4 separate regions of the Mus musculus genome follow, and regions 1, 3 and 4 are each linked to region 2. A link is a contact called in public HiChIP or PLAC-seq data. All regions are on one chromosome and are shown on one strand. The core of a region is the stretch at or near the end of the contact, and the rest is flanking DNA. Distances in the headings are between cores, read along the strand shown. Region 1 holds the start of Adra1a (adrenergic receptor, alpha 1a). Region 2 holds the start of 1700001G11Rik (RIKEN cDNA 1700001G11 gene). Region 3 has its middle 110 kb from the start of Gm5464. Region 4 has its middle 21 kb from the start of Gm41181.

Evidence for each region. HiChIP or PLAC-seq counts read pairs in DNA pulled down with a chosen protein or histone mark.
Region 1: a contact with region 2 is called in an H3K4me3 HiChIP or PLAC-seq map of embryonic stem cells, with 10 read pairs. The contact joins the promoter of Adra1a here to the promoter of 1700001G11Rik in region 2. A contact is called at or near these places in 2 of 115 datasets of contacts at active chromatin or transcription factors (embryonic stem cells and large pre-B cells).
Region 3: a contact with region 2 is called in an H3K4me3 HiChIP or PLAC-seq map of embryonic stem cells, with 5 times the contacts expected there. The contact joins the enhancer-like site here to the promoter of 1700001G11Rik in region 2. A contact is called at or near these places in 10 of 115 datasets of contacts at active chromatin or transcription factors (embryonic basal ganglia, embryonic midbrain, embryonic stem cells and 4 more).
Region 4: a contact with region 2 is called in an H3K27ac HiChIP or PLAC-seq map of bone marrow-derived dendritic cells, with 2.7 times the contacts expected there. The contact joins the enhancer-like site here to the promoter of 1700001G11Rik in region 2. A contact is called at or near these places in 3 of 484 Hi-C or Micro-C datasets (cerebellar granule neurons, cerebellum and palatal mesenchyme) and 2 of 115 datasets of contacts at active chromatin or transcription factors (bone marrow-derived dendritic cells and double positive thymocytes).

The regions. Positions count from the first base shown.
Region 1 is chr14:66,631,284-66,637,104 of GRCm38.p6, reverse strand. It overlaps Adra1a (adrenergic receptor, alpha 1a), which reads right to left and starts at 1,854. Exons shown (of 4, transcript NM_001271760.1): 1 at 1,502-1,854.
Region 2 is chr14:66,294,954-66,300,620 of GRCm38.p6, reverse strand. 1700001G11Rik (RIKEN cDNA 1700001G11 gene) reads left to right here and starts at 3,492. Exons shown (of 3, transcript NR_038077.1): 1 at 3,492-3,812; 2 at 4,477-4,666; 3 at 5,035-5,294. Trim35 (tripartite motif-containing 35) reads right to left here and starts at 3,596. Exons shown (of 6, transcript NM_029979.3): 1 at 3,072-3,596. The coding sequence starts at 3,551.
Region 3 is chr14:66,755,825-66,762,092 of GRCm38.p6, reverse strand. It overlaps a transcript of Adra1a not described here. Among named protein-coding and RNA genes, the nearest start is that of Gm5464, 110 kb to the left of the region's middle. Within about 2 kb of position 4,847, at least 2 of the 459 cell types and tissues checked have an H3K27ac peak or open chromatin away from gene starts, as enhancers often do. A contact at or near this core is called in embryonic stem cells, where this site is marked.
Region 4 is chr14:65,879,166-65,885,635 of GRCm38.p6, reverse strand. No RefSeq gene overlaps it. Among named protein-coding and RNA genes, the nearest start is that of Gm41181, 21 kb to the left of the region's middle. Within about 2 kb of position 2,570, at least 39 of the 459 cell types and tissues checked have an H3K27ac peak or open chromatin away from gene starts, as enhancers often do. A contact at or near this core is called in bone marrow-derived dendritic cells and double positive thymocytes, where this site is marked.

The DNA.
Region 1 (5,821 bases), core at 605-3,104, 340 kb before region 2:
AACTTGGCCGCCCATCTATGGGATACCGCTAGCTCCAGTTTCTAGGAGTTCTGGCTAGGTAACATGGGTCTGGAATATTTGCTGAGACCGAAGTGGCCCTGGAGCTTCGTTTATCTGAATTCAGCTGAAAATAAAAAACACAAAGAAAAAGGCAGTCCGTGAGCCAGTCGCCCTGGACAGCCAGGCCCTGGGGAGCTCGCCCAGTAACCAGACTCCTGCTGGGAGCCCGCCGCTCTGCAGTCCATGAGTGGCTTTGTGAGGCCCTGACGTAGGCAACACGGGACAAGGGAGGGGACTGCGTGCTCTGTCCCCCTCTGCAGTCCTCCCCAGTCCTCCCCTCTGGGAAGGTGCCTTCGAATGCTTCACCTTGCCTTGGCTGACCAAGTTCAGAATCCAAAACAAAAGCAAGCAAGAGAGAAAAAAAAAAAAAAAAAAAAAAAACTCCCCACCTCAAATAATGACAATAAAACCCCAAGCTGCAGTAGCTGGAAGCTGAATTTCGAGAGATAGGTTGGAGAAAATAAAGCCCCGAAACGCCCCCTTCCTGCATCACCACCTCAGCTCCACATGCTCGACTGCAGCTGCGGTTGTCGCACAGAGGCAAGCCGGTAGAATCTCAGGGGTGGTGTGGGGATCCTCCGTGTCTCCCTTAGAACAGGTTGCACCATAGTCACCTGGAGAGGGCGGTCTGGGAGTGCGAACCTCGGAGAGCACGGAACCGCAGGGCCGCGCGTACGCTTTCTCCCGCGGAATTTGCGCTCGTGGGAGCAGAGCGCGCGGGTCTGCCTACCAGCCAAGTCACCCTCGAGAAAGAGCTAGGTTCCCAGCAAAGCCAATTCCCAGAGCTAAACAGGGCCCGGATGGATTCAGGCAGGATCTTCAAGGGGCGACCGCTGTAGGGATTCCAGTCTCAAGCCACACCCGGGCTTTCTGGGAGACCTGGGTGGGAGCGCATTATTCCTCGGACCAGGCTTTGTGAGTAGCAGTCACTGCGGATTCCCTAAGGGACTTAAAAAAAAAAAATCAAGTCCCCATGCCAGCAGTCGGGGAAGCCTGGGATTTTCTGGGCTAGGGTTCACGATCTGCCTAAATAACCCGATTTCTACACTGCAAAAGGACCAGACCAGGAGATGTAAGACAGAGGTTTGGGGCTTCGGGACCTGCATACTTTGTCTTTTGGGGTACAGCCCTAAGACTGAGATCTCAGGAGCAGGCTGCTGTGAAAACAATCACAAGTTCAAGCCCTCACAGGTGATAACCAAACCACACCAACACTGCGGAACCCGCTTTCTCCCACTTGGGGTCTATATATGGGTTAAAATGACACTTGTTAACTAGAAGGTAACTTCCCATGGCAAATCAGGGAAACCTGGTGGTTTGGGGTGCTGGTTTCAAAGCCAGTCCCAAAGCGGAGAATCGAGGCTAAGTCCAGGGGCACACCAGCCCACCCCACAACTCGGCCCTGCGGGATGCCGGCGCTCCGCACCGCTGCGCTACTCACCTGCTGCGCGGCTGCGGAGGCCCTGGCGCCAGGAGAAGCGGACCTTCAGTCCTCGCAGAGCCCTCTGGTTCTCTGCAGGAGAACAGGGTCTCCAAAGACCAAGACCCAGTCCTTAGCACCCGCTGACTCACCCCACCACTGCTGAGCCCTCAAACTCCGGGCTCGCTTCTTGCTTCTCCTGGATATTTTAAAATAAAGACTGAAAACAGAGAAAAGAAATGACAAATACAGCGATCCAATAACTCCACGATCACCAGTTTGATATTCAGTTCCTGGACACAGAAAAGAGCGGCTCGGAACTTTGCAGCTCGGGTTGACGTAGTACAGGCAGGCTGTAGCCTAGCGAGTACCGTAATCTCCAGCTGTTACCGTATTCCTCTGCAGCAACCCGCACATTTCGTAAAATTCGGGGTTACTGTCCTTCTCCTTCTTATTTAAAAAGTGGATTTCGTCTCTCTCCCTTCCTGTTTCTCTGTCCCATTTCGATCTCTACTTCCCGTTTACCCCTTCCTCTTTTTTACCCTCATCCCTCCACGCTTGATACTGATCCCCCTCCCTCTCCTTCCCTTCTCTGGGTTTCCCCTATCAATAGGCTGATAAATACATTAAAGAACAAAACCAAATAAAAAACCAACCAACCAAAAGCAGACTCCCTTCCAAGTTCTTACTGAATAGATAATGTGCTCACGGAAATTCCCCAAAGGTTACTTTGAAAAGTTTAGTCCAACTCCCGGCCCGGTTTATTTCAGTCAAGAAGTCGCCTGGCAATGGTGGTAGTGGCATGCCTTTAATCCCAGCACTTGGGAGGCAGAGTTCAAGGCCAGTCTGGTCTACAGAGTGAGTTCCAGGATAGCCAGGACTATACAGAGATACCCTGTCTCGAAAAACCACAACCACAACCACAACCAAAACCAAAAAAAAAAAAAAAAAAAAAAAAAAGGAAGTGTGTGGCTGGTGGTGGCAAATGTGTAGGTGCTTGACATTATTTGCAGATGTTTAAAAAGTACACAAGCCCAGAGAAAGCTCCTTAGACTTGGTTGCAGTAGTTCAAGGAAAATAAAGTCTTTTAAAATATGACCCACCTTTCATTTGGTTACACGGAGTTTTAAAAACTATATGCTCTCAAGGCAATCTCTCCCTCAACCAGTGTCTATAAGTGCACTTGTTTCCAGTTCTCAAAAGAAAATATAACCTTGGAGAAGAGTTTCTTCTCTTTTGTTACTTTTTTTTTTAAACTTGTTTGAGTGGAAAACGTACACAACCAATTTTATTATTTATCTCGTCTGGACAAATTCCACGCTCTGGTTAACTTAGGACTTCGTGAAGTCAAAAGAACTTCAGAGAATTAAGAACAAACAAGAATTTTCCCATTCTGGCTCCCGTTTCCTATGTCTTTCATTGTTATTGACTCGGACAGAGGATGAGTGTTCCAAACACTTGCTAGAATCCCTTAAATCTTGCGATGCTGAGCTAACCTTGGGAGCATGGGGCTACAGCTGCATGTAGCAGGTACAGTCTTCTCTTGCATGTATATATGAAACAATAACTTAGATCACAAAAGCCCTATATTTCTGCTCCCTTTCCTGAACAAACTTGTGTTAGCATTACTCATTTTCCAAAAAAAGATGTTTAGAGAATTTTTTTAATTCGATATTTTCTTCATTTACATTTCAAATGCTATCTCCTTTTCTAGTTTCCTCTCCGAAAGTACCCTATACCCTCCCCAGCCCCACTCCCCAACCCACCCACTCCTGCTTCCTGGCCCTGACATTCCCCTGTAATGGGGCATATAATCTTTGCAAGACCAAGGGCCTCTCCTCCCATTGATGGCCTACTAGGCCATCCTCTGCTACATATGCAACTAGAGACAGGAGATCTGGGGGTACTGGTTAGTTCATATTGTTGTTCCTCTTATAGGGTTGCAGACCCCTTTAGCTCCTTGGGTACTTTCTCTAGCTCCTTCATTGGGGGCCCTGTGTTCCATCCAATAGTTGACTGTGAGCATCCACTTCTGTATTTGCCAGGCACTGACATAGCCTCACAAGAGATAGCTATATAAGGGTCCTGTCAGCAAAATCTTTCTGGCATATGCAATAGTGTCTGGGTTTGGTGGTTGTTTATGGCATGGATCTCCAGGTGGGGAAGTCTCTGGATGGTCTCTCCTTCCCCCTCAGCTCCTAACTTGGTCTCTGTAACTCCTTCCATGGGTATTTTGTTCCCCATTCAAAGAAGGAATGAAGTATCCACACTTCAGTCTTCCTTCTTCTTGAGTTTCATGTGATTTGCAAATTGTATCTTGGATATTCTAAGTTTCTGGGCTAATATCCACTTATCAGTGAGTGCATATCATGTGTGTTCTTTTGTGATTGGGTTAGCTCACTCAGGATGATGCCCTCCAGGTCCATCCATTTGCCTAAGAATTTCATGAATTCATTGTTTTTAATAGCTGAGTAGTACTCCATTGTGTAAATGTACCACATTTTCTGTATCCATTCCTCTGTTGAGGGACATCTGGGTTCTTTCCAGCTTCTGGATATTATAAATAAGGCTGCTATGAACATAGTGAAGCATGTGTCCTTATTACAAGTTGGAATATCTTCTGGGTATATGCCCAGGAGAGGTATTGCGGGATCCTCCGGTAGTACTATGTCCAATTTTCTGAGGAACCGCCAGACTGATTTCCAGAGTGGTTGTACCAGCTTGCAATCCCATCAGCAATGGAGGAGTGTTCTTTCTGCACATCCTCGCCAGTATCTGCTGTCACCTGAATTTTTGATCTTAGCGATTCTGACTGGTGTGAGGTGAAATCTCAGGGTTGTTTTGATTTGCATTTCCCTGATGATTAAGGATGTTGAACATTTTTTTTCCAGGTGCTTCTCAGCCATTCAGTATTCCTCAGTTGAGAATTCTTTGTTTAGCTCTGTACCCCATTTTTGAATAAGGTTATTTGATTTTCTGGAGTCCATCTTCTTGAGTTCTTTCTATATATTGGATATTAGTCCCCTATTGGATTTAGGATTGGCAAAGATCCGTTCCCAAGCGGTTGGTGGCCTTTTTGTCTTATTGACAGTTTCTTTTGCCTTACAGAAGCTTTGCAATTTTATGAGGTCCCATTTGTCAATTCTGGATCTTACAGCATAAGCCATTGCTATTCTGTTCAGGAATTTTTCCCATGTGCCCATATCTTCGAGACTTTTCCCCACTTTCTCCTCTATCACTTTCAGTGTCTCCTTTAGAGACTTTTTAATAGCAGTATGCCACAGAGTTCAGAGAAACAGCCACATGAGACCAGAGGTCCTAGAACACTGAAGACCTAGTACATAGATTTCTTTCTCCTTTATGTGTAAAATCTTACTACCCCCGAGCCTAGAGACATAATACCTACTATGTTTGACTTGTTTGAATTTAGTAGTATTTAAAGAGTATATACATAAGTGGCTTGCTTCTTCAGAAACTTCAAGCACAGAGGAATCCTCGTGGACACACAGACAAGAACTTCAGCTCTTTCAACCCTAGAGACTAAGATCCCTCCCCATGTGGAGGAGGCTGATCTAGAACCCCTAGGACTTTCACCCCTTGTGTAATAAATGTGGAGGAGTTGCTCTTTGGGAGTCTTATCTCCTAGAGGGACCACCATTGTTTAGTTTTGTATTCTCTTACCCTTTGCCATGAACATTCCTTCTCATTAATATCTGTTCCATGGTAGATAAGGCAAGTGGTTTTGTCTGCAAGAAAACAGGCTATGGAGGGAAACATGAACTAAGTTCTTTGGAATTCTTAAATCTCTAAGACTAACACATGAGATGATATCTAAACCAACTACTAACTAGCTATTGCACAAACCACAATGGCTACTCACTTCAACCAGGTAGGTTTCCAAACCTCCTCAGCTTTCGAATTTCAATCTTTGTAGCTCGAATGCTCAGTATGAGCCTTCTGGTTGCTAACCCCCAGCTGACAAATGGGAAGATAGTCATCTGCTACTTACTCTTAATTTTCTTATCAGCTTATATTTATTATCCAAAATAATCGCTTATAAACATGACATTTTTATTCAAATATGTCATGTGCTTTGACCGTATTCACCCCATTAGCTTCGCTCTAGTTCCCTACATTTTCCCAAATAGTTTTACATTCTACAATCATGTCATATGTGATATTTATGTATGTTATACACATATATTCATAGATCAAGTTGCACACATGCAACGTCTGACATGCTGCATTTGGCTTATTTCACTTAGCACAATGATTGGCAGTTCCATATATTTCTTGCAAATGACATCATTTTGTTCCTATGGCTGGGTAAAGTCCACTGTG
Region 2 (5,667 bases), core at 2,243-4,742:
CAACCCCATTAACACACACACACACACACACACACACACACACACACACACAAAGTGTGTCTATGCAAACCTGTGACCACTGTACTCGAGGACTTCCTCTGGTCCCTCTGAGCATTCAGGTTTTTTTCTTGAGCTCTGGATTGATCCGCTATGACATGTTCCAAAATCTTGTCACCCTTCCTTCCATCAGGTCCCACTGCATCAGGACAAAGTCCCAGCTCATCACCATCCCCCTCAGTGTCCCATGAATGTGTCTGCCCCGCCGTAGTGATAGAAAAACGAACACACACAACCTTTATTACTTTTGCAGGACTGTGAACCACAAACCCAACAGGACAACCAGAGAAAAGAATTCTTCATTTTGCTGCTCTGAAAGTGTCAGCTTTGTCCCTCACAGGGGTGGGAGTATGGGGGGGGGGGGACCAGAGGTGGCCAAGAAGCAGAGATAGGAGCTTTAGGACACAGCCTCCAAGAACAGTTCCACAAACTGCCTTCCTCAAGCTAGGCCCTGTCTCCTACCTTACCTAACCTCCTCAGGAGGCCATCAAGTGATGAACCAGGATTCACTCACAGGGTCAGGGTCCCATTCTTGGAACACTTGCAGGCACTCAAGAAGTTGTACTTTACTGCCACAGTCAAGATTAACCCTCATACAGCTTCAGGGGTTCTGTGGACAGTAAATTTTGTTAATACTTCAGGGCACCTAACACAGAGTAAGAAATCCTCAGAGATTATTGCTGCTGGGTTATCAACACGGAGGCCAAAGGGATCTTTCTAAGCACCCACCTCTGGGATTCCTGAGGGTACCCGGCAGGGCCAAGCTTAGTCAATCTCACCATTCTTACCTGACAGTGGGTCATTCCTATGCTGCCTGCTCCCTTAACAAGCCATACCCATCTCCAACCACACTGAACCAGCTTATCTAATGACTGCCTCACCAACTCCTCTGAAATGTCGACTACTGCAAACAGTGTTCTTGTTTGGTTTCTGCTGCCATGACAACCAAAAAGCAACTCTGGGAAGAAAGGGTCTATTACAGCTTATATTTCCTAGTCATACTCCACCACTGAGGGATATCAGGGCAGGAAATCAAGCAAAACTAATGTAGAAATTATGGAAATAATGGAGGTATGCTGTCTATAAGACATCCCCTCTGATTGGTATGGAAGAGCCCACGTTGGCCTTACACTACCCAGGCAGGACCAATGTACTGGGCCCTCCCACACCCATCACCAATCTAGACAATCTCTCTGACTGGCTGATCCATTTGAGGCAATCCTTCAACTGAAATCCCCTCAGACGACCCTAGGCTGTGTCAAGATGAAATTGAGTAGAACAGGGGGGCTGTCTTGCGGACTTAAGCAGCCGCAATATCTAGAACAGGGTGTGAGAATCAAAGAGGTTCTTAGGATGTTTATTTCACACATGAATACATCATGAAGAGGCCACACTGCATCTGGCTGAGCACACAGCCTGAGGACTCCTGGGATCTTTCAGATCAGCCCCACTCCCTGCTCTTCAAGGCTCACTCACACTGAGCACCCACTGGCTTTGCACCACCATTCTAAGATGCAGAATAAGACTTCAGCCTTCTGGCCTCACCTGGTGTCCAAAGCTTCCTCTCTTCTAGAATCTTCTATATGCTGCAGCATCTTCTTGCAAAAACCTCCCCTCACCTCCTTCACCTGGTTAATGCCTCTAGGTTCTTTAGATTTTTGCTAGAAGCTCCCAGAGAGTGGGAATTATTACCACCTATCTCACTTCCAGTGTCCCTCGGACCTCCTAATCAAAACGAGGCAGCCAGCAAGAACAGAAGGCAGTCTCCAGGCCCACACGCTCTCTGTCCCCTGGATCACAGGCCTTCGGTTGATGTTTTACCCCATTCTGAGGACACCACCCATGCTAATCAGTACCTTTGCTAGCCCAGGGGAATTCGAACCAGGACCTAAACTTCTAGGCTGTCTATTTCAGCTATGCCAAATAAGAGATCTAGCACTAATGAACGAGGGAACAGGCACTATGAACCACTGCTGAGCTAATATGATGGATAACTGGAGGAACGTGGATGTAGACAGCACCCATCTGCTCTGCTTCCAATCTGTATGGAGCTGCCATCAACTGCTGATTCTCAAAAAAAGACATTTCACCAAGTGGAGAAAGGGCGTCTGAAGATCAGGCCCAGTGGGCTCTTACAGTACCTCCTTTTCACTATGTCAGGCTTCCTAGTGGCTAACCCTGGGCCCTCCCAACTGTGGGTCTGACCCGTGTGTTAGTGGCTGATGAAACAAATTTAGCTGTTTCAGTACATCAATGACTTTAAACGAGAAAAGTAACAAGATACTGCCAGAGTAAAATGGACATTTCAGAAACCCTTTAAAAAAAGAAAAATCAGTCAATATGTCAGTATGAATGTTTTGGAAAGCAATGGAGCATGCATATCTAAGCGATTAGGTCAAATTGTTATCGAAAATGTCTGCCTTTTTTTTTTTTTTTTTTCTGTTTTAGAACAAAGACTTTTTCACTGGGCCTGGTGGCACAAGCCTGCAATCTCAGCCACTCGAAAGGCTGAGGCAAGCAAAGAAAAGTTCAAGGCCATCCTGGCTAATTTAAGAGCTTGGCTCAAAATCAAAAGTAGGCTTGGGGTGCAGCTGCGAGGTAAAGTACTTGCCTAGCGTGATCTCCTACAGCCCCGACACCCACCCTTCCCCGCCATGCTAGTTTTGCTGTGTCAGCTGCTCTTGGTTTAATTATAACCACTGGAACTCCAGATATTTGGATACTAAGAGTAAGAGGAGCAAGGCAGCAGGCAAGCGCCACAGGCCTTTCTTACGGCTCTGTAACCCGTTGATCAAGGCACTGCTGGGCAGGGGAAATCTCAAGGCCTTAGAACTCTGCTAGGTCCTGGCCTCTTCCATTTCTAAAATGACCGCGCCAAGCCCAAATGTCTGCAGACCATACTATTCCCCATCGTTGTTCAGATTGGCCTGGACCGGGGGCAAGATGGTTGCTAGGCCTGGAGGAGGGGGAGGGGCAGGCCGGGGGTCCCCAGGGCGGGCTGGCGCGGTGCTCACCCGGAAGTCTTGCGCAGTGTCCTTGATGGGCTGCACACGATGCTCTTGGTGCCGGGCGTCGGCCTGGCAAGCACAGCACAGCAGCTCCTTGTCCTCCAGGCAGAAGAGCGTGAGCGGGGCACGGTGCGCACGGCAGGGGCGCGGGGACCGGCGACCGGTCCAGCGCGCGCCCTCAGCCTCCTCGCGCAGCAAGGTCTCCACCAGGTTGTTGAGCGTGTGGTTGGTGCGCAGCTCCCCGGGCACCGCTCGTTCCTTGCACACCGGACACGAGGGCGTCGTCTGCACCTCCCAGCAGCCGCTCACGCACCGGCGGCAGAAGTTGTGGCCACAGCGCAGAGTTACTGCGTCGCGGAACGGGTCGTAGCACACGGCACACAGCAGCTCCTCTTTGAAGGAGCGCGAAGGCCCCGGGGACACAGAAGGGCCCGGCTCCATCGCAGGAGCAGCCGCCGTCACCACCACCGGTGTCGCCGCCTTCATGCCTAGCCTGCGGGCGTTGTCCCTGCTGAAGATCTGGGAGCTTAAGGCGGCTCCAACCAATCACGGATGGGCTTTGAGGGCGTGGACCCTCCCACTTCCGTCTTGCGCGGGGTCTCCCAGAGGAGGTGTGGTCCGCGATCTCCGTTAGCTCCAAGGCGGAAGGATCTGTCGTCCCACTGCAGTGTCGGGTTTCCGTTGTCAAATAGGAAGTGAAGCCACGGGCCGCCATCCTTAAGCAATTCCCGCTATCTCAGACTCCTGGTATAGATGGGAAGGGATGTCCATGGCTTAACTCCTGAGCTCCCTAGGTGGGGTCTGAACCTGGGCCCAAAGCAGTAGGGGGGGGGGAGGTCATGCAGCACTGGGAATGGTTTCTCAAAACCCTCACATAGGTCGTCCGCTGACTTTGGTCGGGCTTACTGCCACCTCGAGGTAGCGGGAAGACCTGAGGAGTTGAGATTCCCGGCTTGTGGTTGGATAAATGAGTTCCAGTGTAAAATGGTGGTTTCCGTGAAAAGGACGTGTGAGAACGAAATTAATAGGGAAGCATGCTCGTGGCATCTTCATTAAAGTCAGGGTGAGAAAGTCGTGATGAACATGCTTGTAATCTCAGCATTTGGGAGGCTGGGGCAGGAGGATCAAGAGTTTGAGACCAGCCTGGGTTACACAGGGACACTTAAAAAAAAAAAAAAAATCCACTTTGGATTCTGGCAAGAAAGGCAGTCTGAATGTTCCCAGCTGCCCATTCCTAGTTGATATTTGTAACCTTCCGCTGCTGTCTTACCCCAACATACACACTAATTCAGCAAGGCACTGCAGATTTGCAAATTCCTTGGGATCATATGAAACAATTTTTAAAAAATGCACTAGATAAACAATTACAAAAGGCAGTGTGTTTGGGTCTCTTTCCTATTCCTCTTGCCAGAACCACAGACGGGATGGTTTATAAAGAATAGAGGTTCCAGAGGCAGGGATATTCAAGAACTGTGTGCCAGCCTTCCTGCTGCATCTTGATGCGATAGAGAGAGTCACATGCCCAGACAGACAAGCCTGCCTGCTCAGATCTCACTTCTTCCTGTAAAGCCACTGGTGGTGTTTATGGAAAGTCCATGCTGGTAAGTTTTGTCAACTTGACGCAAGCTGGAGTCATTTGGAAAGAGGAAACCTGAAGGGAGAAAACATCTTATGGAAGAAACCATCCATAAGATGGTTCTGTAGGAGGCTTGATTGATTTGGGAAGGCCTAGTCCCCTGTGGGCTATGTCCCTCCCCCCATGCACTCCCTCAACCCCCCCCCCCCCAGGGCAGGTGCTTGTATAAAGAAGCAATCTGAGCAAGCCATGAGGAGCCACCTGTTAAGCAGTACCCCCTCCATGGTGGCCTCTTCAGTTCCTGCTTCCAGGTTCCTGCTTTGAGTTTCCCTGCCTTGGCATCCCTCAACAGACCATGACCCAGAGGTCTTTTGGCCATGGTTTCTTTCACAGGAATAGAGCTAACAAGGACTGGGCTCTGCCCTCATCGCCTCATTTGAAGAACCTCCTTCTACAAGCCTCATTTCAATTAGCAACTCCAATTTAAGGATTGAGTTTCCAAGGCATGGACTTTTGGGTGTCTGCTGAAACCCTGGCAAAGAAGGACGGCATGCCTACCTCCCTTCTAGCCTCCCCTCCTCTTTCTCTCTCCTCCTTTCTGTTTAAAGCAGAGATCAAGGAATAAAAGCAAGGATTGTTCTATGGCATGAAAAGGCAAGGCCTTACTATGTGCTGTCTACCAGGAATCCACTTTACCTGCAAGTGTTTAAGTAGCACAAACAAACAAAGAGAAAAGGCGAGTGCTAATTATTAGTATGGTTCTGTCGATATCAGGTGACAGAAAGTATTACAGGCAGGAGAAGGCCCAGTTCAGCAGGAGAGTTGCTGATAGCATCTTTAAACACAGGCAGCTGGAGCTGCAGAGTCAGCAGAGCTTATTCATCAGTTGCCAGGGAAACCTGTAAGGAAGAGAGAGTAGCCTGATCCTCTCAGTGAAGACTGCATGGCTTAGACCTTTTCTAAAGCCTGGAGTCTGCAAGGGAGGATGAAGGGTGCTTAGCTGCTCTGAATTAAGTCAGGGAGGCC
Region 3 (6,268 bases), core at 3,598-6,097, 460 kb before region 2:
GGCATAAGAACCCCTCTTCCAGCTGGAGTTACAGGCAGTTGTGAGTTGTTCAGTGTGGGTGAGAAGAGTGAAACTCAGGTCTTCCGGATGAACAGCAAGGGTATGTATGTATGTATGTATGTATGTATGTATGTATGTATGTATGTATGAATTCATTTTATATCCCCCCCAGTCCCCTCCTCACACAATCCCTCCTCCCATTACCTCCCTCTCCTCTGCTAGGGTGGAGACCCATCCCCCTGGGCATCTTCCCACACCAGCATATAAAGTCTCTACAGGGCTAGGCGCATCCTCTCCCACCGAGGCCAGGCAAAGCAGCCCAGTTAGGGGATTGTAGTCCATAGAGAGGCAACAGCTTTAGGGATAGCCCTCTGCTCCAGTTGTTGGAGGACACACATGAAGACTGAACTGCATATCTACTACATATGTGTTTGCAGGGGTGCTAGGTCCATCCCATGTATGTTCTTTGGTTGATGCTTCAGTCTCTGAAAGCCCCCAAAGGTCCAGGTTAGTTGACTCTGTTGGTTTTTATGTGGAGTTCCGACCCCCTTCAAGTCTACGATCCTTCCTCCAACTCTTCCATAAGAGTCCCTGAGCGCTGTCTAATGTTTGGCTGTGGGTATCTGCATCTGTTTCTGTCAGCTGCTGGGTAGAGCCTCTCAGTTACAGCAAGTGCTCTTAACAACAGAATCAACATTCCAGCCTGGCAATTCTTTTGGTTGTTATGTGTACTTGAGCTAAATTGCTTTAGAGAGAGATTCATATCATGCTTTTTAAAAATTCCCCTTTACAGGAACTACTCATTGTATCTTACTATCCAGTAACTGGATCAATTCCCTCCTTACTTTGGGGAAAACCCCATTATATGAGTGTTGGCAGAGGACACGGCCTCACTAAAGGAAGAGAAAACTTCAGGACCAATCCTCCTTGTCTTCAAGTCTGACAGATGCAGTTGTCATCCAAGCTTAGTCATCCTGGAACAGTGAATTTGCAGAGTGAGCCTGCACACCGCACAGGGGGTCGTTCAGTTGCTGTGATAGCAGAGGAATCAGATAGACAGGAATTTTGATCTAACAACATGGCTGCTCTGGCAAGGGATCACTTCCAAAGACCTGTGTGGTCATCTAGAATGCAGACATGCCCTGGATTACAGTATGATGTGGCTGGAATACAGGCATGCCCTTAGTACACACCTTTAATCCCAAACAATGTAGGTAAAGTTGGTTTGTAGAAGGAAGCAGTCATGTTTAAAAGTGATGTCTAGAGGGACAGACAAAGTGACAAAGGAGAGGAAGATCTGACAGAATGAGTCACAGACAGGCTGCTCTCACAAGATAGACAGGAATGAGAAGCTACTTAAGAGCAGCACAGGGAGAGAGAGTCAGTTCAGTTGAGTGGAATTTGGTGCAGTTTTGTTGCATGACTTCTGTGCAGTGGAGTTGAGTTCATGTAGTTCAGTGCAGATCAGCAGAGGCAGTTGAAGCCAGGGAGTAAGACACATTAGAAGTTTAGAACCAGTTGCCTGAGTTAGTTTGAGATTAAGCAGAGCAATTCAGTTGGAAGCCGAGAGAAGCCAGATTGAATCAGTCACTTTGGAGAGGCATTTGAGCTGAACAGCTGAGTTGAACCTGCTAGCCTAAGTGGTAAAAGAGCTAGAAAGGGTGAGCTTATTCAGGAGTAAGCCTCTGAGACAACCATCAGATCTAGAAATGGTGCCCTCATTTGATGGATGTGGTGTGACTTCAGCTGTGTTCCTTCTGGGGTCTTTTTGACAGACCCTACTGTCATCCTTCACATTCTTGGCAGTTCTGTGAGCTTGCTGATACAGTACTCTTAAAACATTTCCAGTTAGCAAGGTGTAGCTTCTGTTGCCTTAAGCAAAAACACTTCTCAGTTGCATTTCATTCTGTCTAGCACATGCTGAGCTCAATTAAGATATATTGACTGCCCTTGGATCCACAGTAAGTGATCAGCTTACTACTGTGATCTTGAGCCAACAGCCAGACTAATGGTCTGAACCAGCACACAGCAACCATATCAACAGTGAAGACCAAACCAATGACTGTGCTCAAGATTTCTATACAGTTGAAGTGTTGTTCCTTTGAAGTCAACAGCAGTCTAGACCTGTCCAGGTGTATGCTATGCGTGAGATTCCCTGCCAGACCCTTCATTATAAGGGAAGTGGGTGATGGGGGAATCATCAGGGTGATGATTGCTTAGCTTTAGGGGTTTTCATTGCTTGTTTATCTGTCGAAATCAGATTTGGAGGGCTGCCGTGGTTTGGAGCTTTGGGTTGTCCAAGGTCAAGTGTGGGATTTGATTTATGCCCTTCAACTTCAACTTCTTAAGAAGTTGGTCTGTTATTGTTTCATGGAACATAGCCTGGGATGTTTCGTACCATGTGTGTCTCATGGAATTTGGCAAAAGACAGAAGAACCAGTACACAGCACTGTCCCGATTAACTCCACACAGCCTCAGTTGAGACATAGTCCAGATCAAATTGGTCTGGTGGACATCCATGTCTATGAGAGATTCTGTTGATTGTTAGTTAATGGAGAGTCCAGCCATGGGAAGTGGTATCCCTAGGCAGTTGGTCCTGAAGTACATGAGACAGTTTGCTGAGTACTAGAGAGCCTACAAGCCAGCCAGAGAGCAGCATCCTCTATGGTTCCTGCTGTACTTCTCTGCTGTGAAGTGAGCTCCTTGGATATAATAATGTGTGGTATAGCAAGAGGGGCTGCCTTCAATCCCTGCTTCAAGTGTCCTGTCCTGATGTCCCTTGGTGGGGACTATCACCTGGAATGCTAAGCTGAACAAACTCTTTTCTCTCCTCTGATGCTTTTGGTCAGTGATATATATTTTTTCTCACTGAAGTCTCAGGAAGCTGGCATATTGGGGCATGTAGGTAGATTATTTAGAGCAAGGAATCTAGAGATGGGGCAGCTGGCTCTTTGTGGGAAGTTTTGACAATCCAAGTTATTTCTTTCCCCACCATTACTTCTTTGAGTGGATCAAACGAGGACTGTAGCATTTCCCTGTGCTGATTTTTCAAGAGCATCATATTCTACAAGATATGGATGCTTGTTAGAGTTTCAGTATCCATCAAGGCTTATGCTGAATTTTTATTTCCATTGTGAGACATTAAGAAGAGAAACTTAACCTTCAATGGGATATATGTATCACCCCCTCTTCCCTGCTCAAGTCTCAGGAGAAGGGGCGGAGCTAATGTTAAGTATGAGGGGCTTGAAGAAGTGCTGTGAGACTCTGCCTTCTAGCCAGGGCATGACCACTGAACAACACAAACTCACAGCAGCTGTGGTTACCTGCACAAGATCCAGCCCATCAATATGCTACCCACACACAAGGAAAAAAAAAAAACACCCTACCCACATACTTGCAAAAAACCCTAATTGAACTCAGGGAGTCATGAAAACAGACATGAAAACTGGGAAGGGGAGCATGTATTGAGACAAAGAAGGGGTTCAGAGGGAGTGGGATAGACAATGTGGGGAGACTATGGTCCATGTACAATATATACCTGAATATACTAGGTACCTATGTGAAATTCTCAAAGAATTAGTACAACATTACTTAAGAAAGAAGTGAGACCCTTAGAAGTAATTAGGTCATGAGACAGAGCCCTTATTAGTAAGTTAATCCCTTCACAGACTGATGGATTAATGATTAGTGCATTGTCTGGATAGTGCACATTACGAAAACCAGTTTGATTTTGTCACTCACTTTTACCCTCTCAGCACCTCATTCCCTATTACCAGCAAAAAAGCAACCACTAGGGACAGGCTCTTGACCTGTATCTCCCAATCTGTTGAACCATGAGCTGACTAAACCTTTATTCTTAATGAACTACCCAGTCTCTGGTAAATGGATACAGTGACAATAATGGACTATGTGTAACATTACTGGTTGAAAACATTTTTTTCAATAGGCCAGAATTTTAAGCATCATGGACTCTGAATCCCAGTGGAAAAATTTAAACATTAAATAAATAAATAAATGTAGTGAGGTTAAATTCATCCTTCTCAGATGAGTCCCTAAGGACCTGCCCTGTACACTGGGTATTCTGTTCCCTCCTTGTTTTTGGTGTGGCCTAACCTCTTGATCATTCTTGAAGAACTGACTGGGCTCCTGGTGAGCTGGAAAATACTTTGTGGAGTGAGATAGGTAATCTGACCCTACAGTAGAAGGTGACCCAGGTCAGTGTTGACGATAGCTACAACAACTAACTTCTGAAGGTCTAGGGATTTTTAAACACTCATACACATCACTTATTTTATCCCCAATGACCTTGTGTGCTATATTGTCACCCATGTATCCATAGTACAAAGACAAACACCTAAGCTTTGGGAGGTTAAGAAACTGGGTGTGGTCTCACAGTTGGTAAAGGGATTTCCAGAATCCAAGTTCGAATCTAAATCCTTAGCTAAATCTTGACACCTCATCCTCTTTCCCCACCATGGATAACAATGGAGTGAAACTTGTGGCGTTTAATGTTAGAAATGCTACCTCCAGTTTGGGTGAGTTTTGACTACACACAAACCCACACAGTGTGGTCACAACTGAGACCAAGATCCAAGGTATGTCAATAAAGATTTTCTCTAACACATTAGTTTTTGCAAAGGAAAAGATGGGTCAGTACAGGGAGTGTTTAATAGCTTTCATTTTTCTCTTGAGAGCAAAGAGTTTTCTAGGAAAAATAGCATTTCAAAGGTTGAGGCTGATTGCTCTGAGAAGAGAGGGGAGAGCTTGATTTACGGGAAGAGGCACTGAAAATGTGGTACCTGAATGACAATGAGGATCTGCAGCAAAGAGCCCTGCCTCACCGTGCTCAGTGCTTGTTTGTGTGAGCCCTGGCCAGGGATGGCTGAAGAGAATTGTTCAGTCACTAGGGAAGAGTGAGACTGACATTTGAAAGAACGAGAAAAACACAGAACCAGGATGGGCAGGAAGTTGTGAGTTCTTCCTTAGCATTAAGAGGTCACTCAACTTATTTACACAATCAATGGATATTTCTGAGCTCTTGCTGTGCACTAGGCTTTGTATTAGATGAGAAGACAAACAGAAATTCTAACAGTCATGGTTCCCATAGGACCAAATGGAGCTCGGGTTCTGTTGAGGCATGCTAACTAAATTCAGCCAGCCCTCAAAATCCATGGGTCCTATACACGTGGTTCTGACCAACTGTGGATCAGGCATATTTGGAGAAGGTCTGGGGAGATGTTGTTGTACAAGCATAAGGACCTGAGTTCAGAACCCCAGTAGCTATGTAAAATCCTGATGTTTCGGGACACACCTATAACCTCAGTACAGATAGGGCAGAGGCGGGCCAATCCCAGGGGCTTGATGTCAGACTAATCCTGCCAGTGTGGTGAACTCCAGGTTCAGTTGGGGACCTCGCCTAACAAATAAGGCAGAGAGTGACAGGGAAAAGACACTTGGCATGTATTCTGATCTCTATAGGCACATACAGGGGTGAGCAATCTCACTCCCAATATAAACACATTCAATACATATACACACACACACGTGAGTACACACATACTAAAATATAGTGTGTGTGAAACATTTATCAGTTCTAAACATGTATAGACTTCTTCTTGTCACTAGGCTTTATACAATAGAGCAGTTGTTCTCAGCCTGTGGGTTGCTATTCCTTTGGGGGTTGAATGACCCTTCCACGGGGGTCAGTATTAGATATATTGCATATCAGATATTCACAGTTATGAAGTAGCAATGGAATAATTTTATGGTTGGGAGTCACCACAACATGAAGAACTGTAATAAATGGTTGAAGCTTTAGGAAGTGTTAGATTTCAGACTGGGAGGTGTCTATTTAACGTATCAAAGCAGACCTGGCCTTCAGGTTCTCCCAGCATCCCTCAGTCCATACCTGTTACAAGATATGGCTGGCATACCCCACCTCCTACCCTGAACTTTTCAGTCCAGGGGCTAGGCTTCCTCTCCCCTAGAGACTCTTACCTATACAACCCAGACATTTTGCTTTCATTCTCTCTGTCTCTGTCTCTGTCTCTTTCTGCTGCTCTCTGTTGCTATCTGTCTCTGTCTGTCTGTCTGTCTGTCTGCCTGTTTGTCTGTCTCTCCACTTCTCTCTCCCTGTGTGCACATGCTTCCCTTCCCCCTCCCCTATCTCTGTGTTTGCAGGGCTATTTCCCTGGCCCTCTTCATTGGGACTAGTGAGCCTGCCCGAGAGCTGCCCCCAAATAAATTTGCTTTTTGACTCTCTATTCGG
Region 4 (6,470 bases), core at 1,321-3,820, 410 kb after region 2:
TTGGTTTGGTTTTGGTTTTGGTTTTTCAAGACAGGGTTTCTCTGTGTAGTCCTGGCTATCCTGGAACTCACTCTGTAGACCAGTCTGGCCTTGAACTCAGAAATCCGCCTTCCTCTGCCTCCTGAGTGCTGGGATTAAAGGTGTGAGAGAGCCACCATTGCCCAGCACTGGACAGTGTTTTATGTGTCCTCTATATGGCAGATGCTACGCTAGGCACTTGGTGACATAACAGTCATCACATTTCTGTTCCCAAAGTGAACGAACATATAGTTTACTGGCTTTTTTTCCCATGTGATAAAACTCATGGCCAAAGCGACTTATAGAAGAAAGGGTTTAATTGGGCTTGTTCCAGAGAGAGAGAGAGAGAGAGAGAGAGAGAGAGAGAGAGAGAGAGAGAGAGAGAGAGAGAGAGAATAGTCATGGCACAAGGCTTTTGAACTCTCAAAGCCCAGCACCAGCACCAGCACCAGCACCAGCACCAGCACTGACATACCTCCTCCAACAAGGCCACATCTCCTAATACTTCCCAAACAGTTCCACTAATTGGGAAGCAAATATTGAAACATTATGAGTCTATAGGGACCATTCTCACTCAAATGATTGGGGGTGGGGGCAGAAGAGAGTTTGCAGAAGTGATATCGAAACTGAGATATCTTTTTTTTTTTTTCAAGCAAGGAGGAGTCTTGGTAAAGGAAATGGCAAAGAAAAGAGAGGGAGAACAGAGAGCAGGTGCAGAGGGTGCAGCGCAGCCTCATGGAGGAGCAGGACAGGTTCAGCAGGGGGAGTAGAGTTTGTGCTACAGGAAGTCCAGGAGGAAAGGAGATGGGTGAGGGTGAGCATAGAAGCTCAGTGGGCCAATCGGAAGCCTAGATTCCAGCCTGCGTCTGCATTTGATTGGATAGTTTCCAAACAAATCAAGAGACAATGCACACTTGAACTAAGAGAGCAATGGGGGCAGAGAGGAAGAAGGTGGAGAAGAAGCAGCAACTGAACTGGACTCCCAGGAGGTCTGGGAGCGGGAGGGCAGCAACACTTCCAGCAGAAGGAAACAGTGCTGGTTTGGAAGGATAATTCTGGGGAAAGCTAGCCTACCCCACAGAGCCTGATGAAGAGCTCCGAAGAAAGTGAGGGTACTGGGTAGAAAGGGGGATGAGGCAAGAAATGGAGGACACAGGGTGGAAAACCTCTCTACCTTTTTAAGTGCTGGATGTCAGACACCTGCCTGTTGGGCTGGGGATTAGGGCTCCTTCTCAGGAGGAGAAGAATAAAAGATGCAGTGGACTTAGGACTCCAGGCACCCCATCTTGAAGGTAAGATTGAAAACCAAAACAAAGTGATTGACAGCTGTCTAACCAGTTGGGTTCCCTGGACCTTCCTCTTGTCATCTTTGCCCATGGCCATCTTTCCCAAACTCTTTGGGAAGGTGACAAGGACTAGAACCTCCAAATAGGGTCCCTTCTGCAAGATGAGTCTTCGGATGAAGTCATCATTATGTGAAGGACTTGGAAACTCTGCCTGGGATGTGGCTCAATGGTATGGTGTCTGCTTGTTCTATCCAAGACCTAATGTTCAATCTCCAGGGGGGTACCAGCTAACATGGAGTAAACACACATCAGAAACAAGAGGGGCCCTTGTCTCAATAAGCTGGAAGAAAAGTCTCAGCCCCTGAAAGCTATCCTCTGGCCTCCTCATGTGCTCTGCAGCATTCTCGTGATGGTATACACATGCATGTCTGCCCACACAAAAATAAATTGAATTTTTAAAAGTAAAAGGTTACTGGTCCATAAGTAAGGCCTAGGTAATGGGTCCGGGGAGGAGGAATAAGGACCAAGTCAGAAGGCCCTGTCCTCCTGCCCACACTGCTGCAGACACACTCACCTGCACCCTGCTATACTAGTTTGCTCTTCAGTGAACCCCATTGAACCCCAGAGACTGCAGGCGCAAACACCTATGGGTAATTGGAATTTAACACTAGGTAGAGGAGGCCAGGATCCAATGGAAGCCAGTTCAGATTCCCCAGCTCACACAGATCCCCCCTACTCAGAATCAGTTGGCCTCCTGGGCCAGTTGTCTGCCTCTAGGCCCGGGGCCCTCCTGTGTCTAGAGGAATAGGATGCTAGCTTAGTCTGGAGCCAGAAAATCCAGCTGTGCCATCTGACTCACCCTGATGCCTGAGATACCTAGCCACAGACAACTCTGATTCACACATTTCAACCCTTCACCAGATCCCAGACACTCACCCTGTTCCTCTCCCCGTCCCTCTCCCTGTCCCCCAAACACCCTTTCTCCAGGTGACTAAAGGGCTGACCTGGGCTTTTCTACCCTGGGTAGCAGGGATTAACACTCCTGGGTCAGTGAATTAAATAGTGATTGATTGCAAAAAGTCAAAGAGAGACTTCTCTTACGCTTGAACAATCCTCCCTTACTCCCATTTCTTATATTCTTATGGCTTGGGGGCTGAAAACAATCTTCTCTTGAGGAGAAGGAATTGAAACTGAAGTCTCTCCTTAGGTTTACATACCATTTCTCTCTCTGCAAACTCTTCTGCATACATTACCTCACACATTTGACCTTTACAGCCAGCCATATTGTCACTGAGGCCTCTGAGACTAGAGCCTACTCTGTCTTACTCACCAACTTCTCTTTCTTCCTAGTAAGGGCACAGGAAAGTTTGCCTACAAAGAAAATTCTATGAACTCTTGAAAGGGGCTCTGCTGTTCCTCAGGAGTGGTGGGAGCTAGGCTAAGGGAGGCACCAGGCTTGGAACAGTGGAGGCAGAAGTCCGCAGCACACACCGGCTTTAGTCTCATGTAGAAATATGTACACTTAGGAAACAGCCCTCCAAACCTGGGCCGGACCAAAGAAGACTGCTCTCAGCTTTAATCAGGCTTTGATTTGCAGAGAATGGCGTGGTAAATGTAGACCAAGTGATTAAGGTGCTTAGGATAAGTAAGGGTTGAGTGCTTGGCTCTAAGCAGGACATTTATACCACAAGCTTTAAGGTTCAGATAACATCAGAAGAGTGGAAAGAAATGTTAAGAGCTGGAAGTCAAGGAGACGGACTTCAAGCAGACACAGCCATGGCAAATGGTCTCACAGCAGTTACTTTGTCTACACTGGGCCTGTACGAGATTGCCATGTCAACAGTCAGTAACAGATGAAGGAGGGGCTCGTATTGATAGCCATGCCAAGCTATCGGCTACTGATGGACTCTGGGGGAGGGACAGTCATTGTCTTCAGTTGTACCCAATCGTGAGCCCACCACTCTATGGTGAATAGTTCCAAACACAGTCTGCGCTCACATGGACTCCTGGTTAAAATCAGTGGGTGACAAACCAAAGCTAAGATGCATGAATGTGAGAAAGAGACTCATCAGGAAGAGGAGGGGAAAGGTGAGAGAAAACAGAATACACTATATACATGAATAAAATGCCAAAGGATACATTTAACCAATAAAAACAACTCAAAAAGGAAAAGAGAACTCAGCACTTAGCAAAAGTGAAGAGATCCATGACCCACAAATCCCAGCCATAGAATGTATAACAAGTAGATAAAAAGCGGCAGCCATCTTTGTCTGTGTGTGCCGTCACCACCCACTCCCATTGCCACAAAGGGATCCATTAGAGGTAAAGTCAGAATGCCACCCAGAATGCAGTCAGGACCCCCGAGTCCACACACCATCTGCTGTTTCTGGGTTTACAGGCTGTTGCTTCCTTTTCCCCAACAAATAGGCGCCATTTGTTGAAGAATCCAGGCTATTTTTCCCTGCAGGGTTTCCACAGTCTGGATTGTGCTGTGAGAACTGGAAGAGAAGCTGCACCTGTTGCGCGCTCTCCAAGGCTAGCTGGGTGGTGATAACAAATAATGCCTGTGGTTCTAGAGAGCCAGAATGGTAAAGGCTCAGAATCCAGTTCTTGGGTTGCCCTGAGTTTCCTGATAGCCATTTATCGTGATCTAACGTCCTTGTGGTTATTAGGTAAACCCTTTGGAATGTGTCAACAGACTCCCACCTTCTGCCAACCCAAAGGTTAAGAATGCCACCACCCATCATTTGAGGTCCATAGCAGAGATTTCCCTACTTGGCTGTAACTCACCACCAACCCGATGTTCCCACCAATGTGTTTTAACGTTATTTATAATTCATGTGCCTGGGTGTTTTGCCTGCATGTACACTGTCTGTGTGTTGGAGGGTGTTGGAGCCTCTGGAACTGGAGTTATAGGCAGTTGTGAGCTGCTGTGTGGGTGCAGGGAATTGAAACTGGGACTTCTGGAGGAGCTGCCAGTGCTCCTAACAGCTGAGCCATCTCTCCAGCCCCCTCCCTTGCCCCCAGTGTATTTTTAAAATACCTTGATTTGAGGCTCCTGATTGTAACTCTTGCAGAGGAAACTGGGTTTCATTTCCAGCACCAACATGGCAGCTAACTGTCTCTAACTCCAGTTCCAGGGGATCCAACACCCCCCCCCCTTTGTGGCTTCCTCAGGCACTGCACATGTGATACACACACACACACACACACACACATGCAAAAACACCCATACTCATAAAATAAAAATATAAATATTTTAAATGCCTTGATTTGAGACCAGCAAGATGGCTTTGTAAATGACACCTGCTGCCAAGCCTGAAATGTGGGTTCCATCCCTAAGATCCCACATACTGCCACATGCTGGAGGGATAGAACAGACTCCTGTCATATACACACATGCATGTGAGGAAGAAAACAAACAAATAAGAATGAATATATGAATATATGTACATACATATATATGTATATATCTTAATTTATGACTTTTCTCATTCTGTTACTATAAAAACTTCATAAAACTGTTAAAGGTAGGACCATGTTATTTGAGGTAACTTGGTTCCATGTTCCTGGGCCATGGTTGGTCTCTCACATTTGGCTCTAAAGTAAATTCTATTCCCTTTAAGGTGAGAGCTAAGTTTTTGTGTCCACAGCTGGCTGCATGTCCTTGATATTATACTGTCCCAGATGTTTCCTGGAATGTGCTAGAGCCATAATCCCAAAAGAGGAGATGCAATTCTGAGCAAAAGCCCTTCATGGAGTATGCACCATTAGGAGGCACATGGTGTTTCCTCTGATTCTGTGATGTCCATGCACACTGACAGCCAGTTAGGTTCATCAAGCACCTATGAAAATGGTTGTGCTGGTGCTAACATCTGCATTTAACAGCTGGGATTCCTCCAGCCTTACCTCATCACTCCAGGTAACAATTCTCTTCCAGTATAATTCCTGTAAGAAAGGTAGATAGAACTGTCCACCCCTTTCCTCATTGTTTGCTGTGGTTGTTTTACAGTTTTCAGAGTATGTGTTGAGGTTTGGTCTATTGCTATGTATTGTAATGCTAAATACTGTCATTAAATACTCTTGTCCCCAGGGACAAGACCTTGTGCCTTAATTTAAAACTATCAGTTGAATAAAGATACCTACAGCCTATAAGCTTGGCAGAAGAGAAATAGGTGGGGTTTTGTTCCTGGGCTTGCTTAGGGTGGGGATGGGAGACCACAGGGGAAAGAAAGAAGTGGAGAGAGGAGAGGAGCCACTGGGTAGATGAATTATGAAAGCATGGCCATGAGGGCTGGCCAATTGAGGTTAAGAGCAGGCCAGATGGAACATGGGAAGTTATAACTCTCGGTCATTGACAGGGAAGTAGACATAATAGCACAGAGGGTAGACATCTGCCCAGCTCTAGTGCTGCCCAGCTCTAGTGCTGATTAAGGCTTATTATACATATAAAAGTTGTATGTCTTTCATCTGGGAACTGAATGATCTAAGTTGGGATAGAACCCCCGATCTGAGATTAAAATAATTATTACAACAAATAAGTCTGCTTTTTACCATGCTATCCAAGGAGACAAGGAAAGAAAACACAATTACATAAAAATTATTGTGTGTAAAATACACTATACACTATATTGTAAGCTCCAAAGATGACAAACTAGGGGAAATTCATTTAACTTAGAACAAAAAATCTCATCTGCCTATACATCAAAAGATCAAAAGGAAATGGATGAGGAGACAGAAAACTGTATATAAATATAAATAATATAAGTATAAATAAGAGAAATGCTTGGCCAGAGGTACAGCTAAGTGGTAGAGAAATTGCCTAGTGTGTGTGAGGACCTGGGTTCAATACCAGGACCTCCCCTGGTAGTGGTTTAGTAAATTTATCAGAAATATAATGTACTTTCCCCTTTAACTGAATAATTCTGAACATGTACAAAATTACTTTATGGAGGGTTATTTACTCCTGTATCCCAGTAATTGATCCAAGTGCCCATCTAGTAGGGACTATTTTTAAAATGGCACATGTGGAATAGAATACTGGGGCCGGTGAGATGAATCAGCAGGTAAGGATGCTTGAAGCCAAATCTGATAACCTGAGTTTGATTCCCAGAACCACAGGTAGAAGGAGAAAACTGATCCTTGCAAGCAAACTGACTCCTCTGA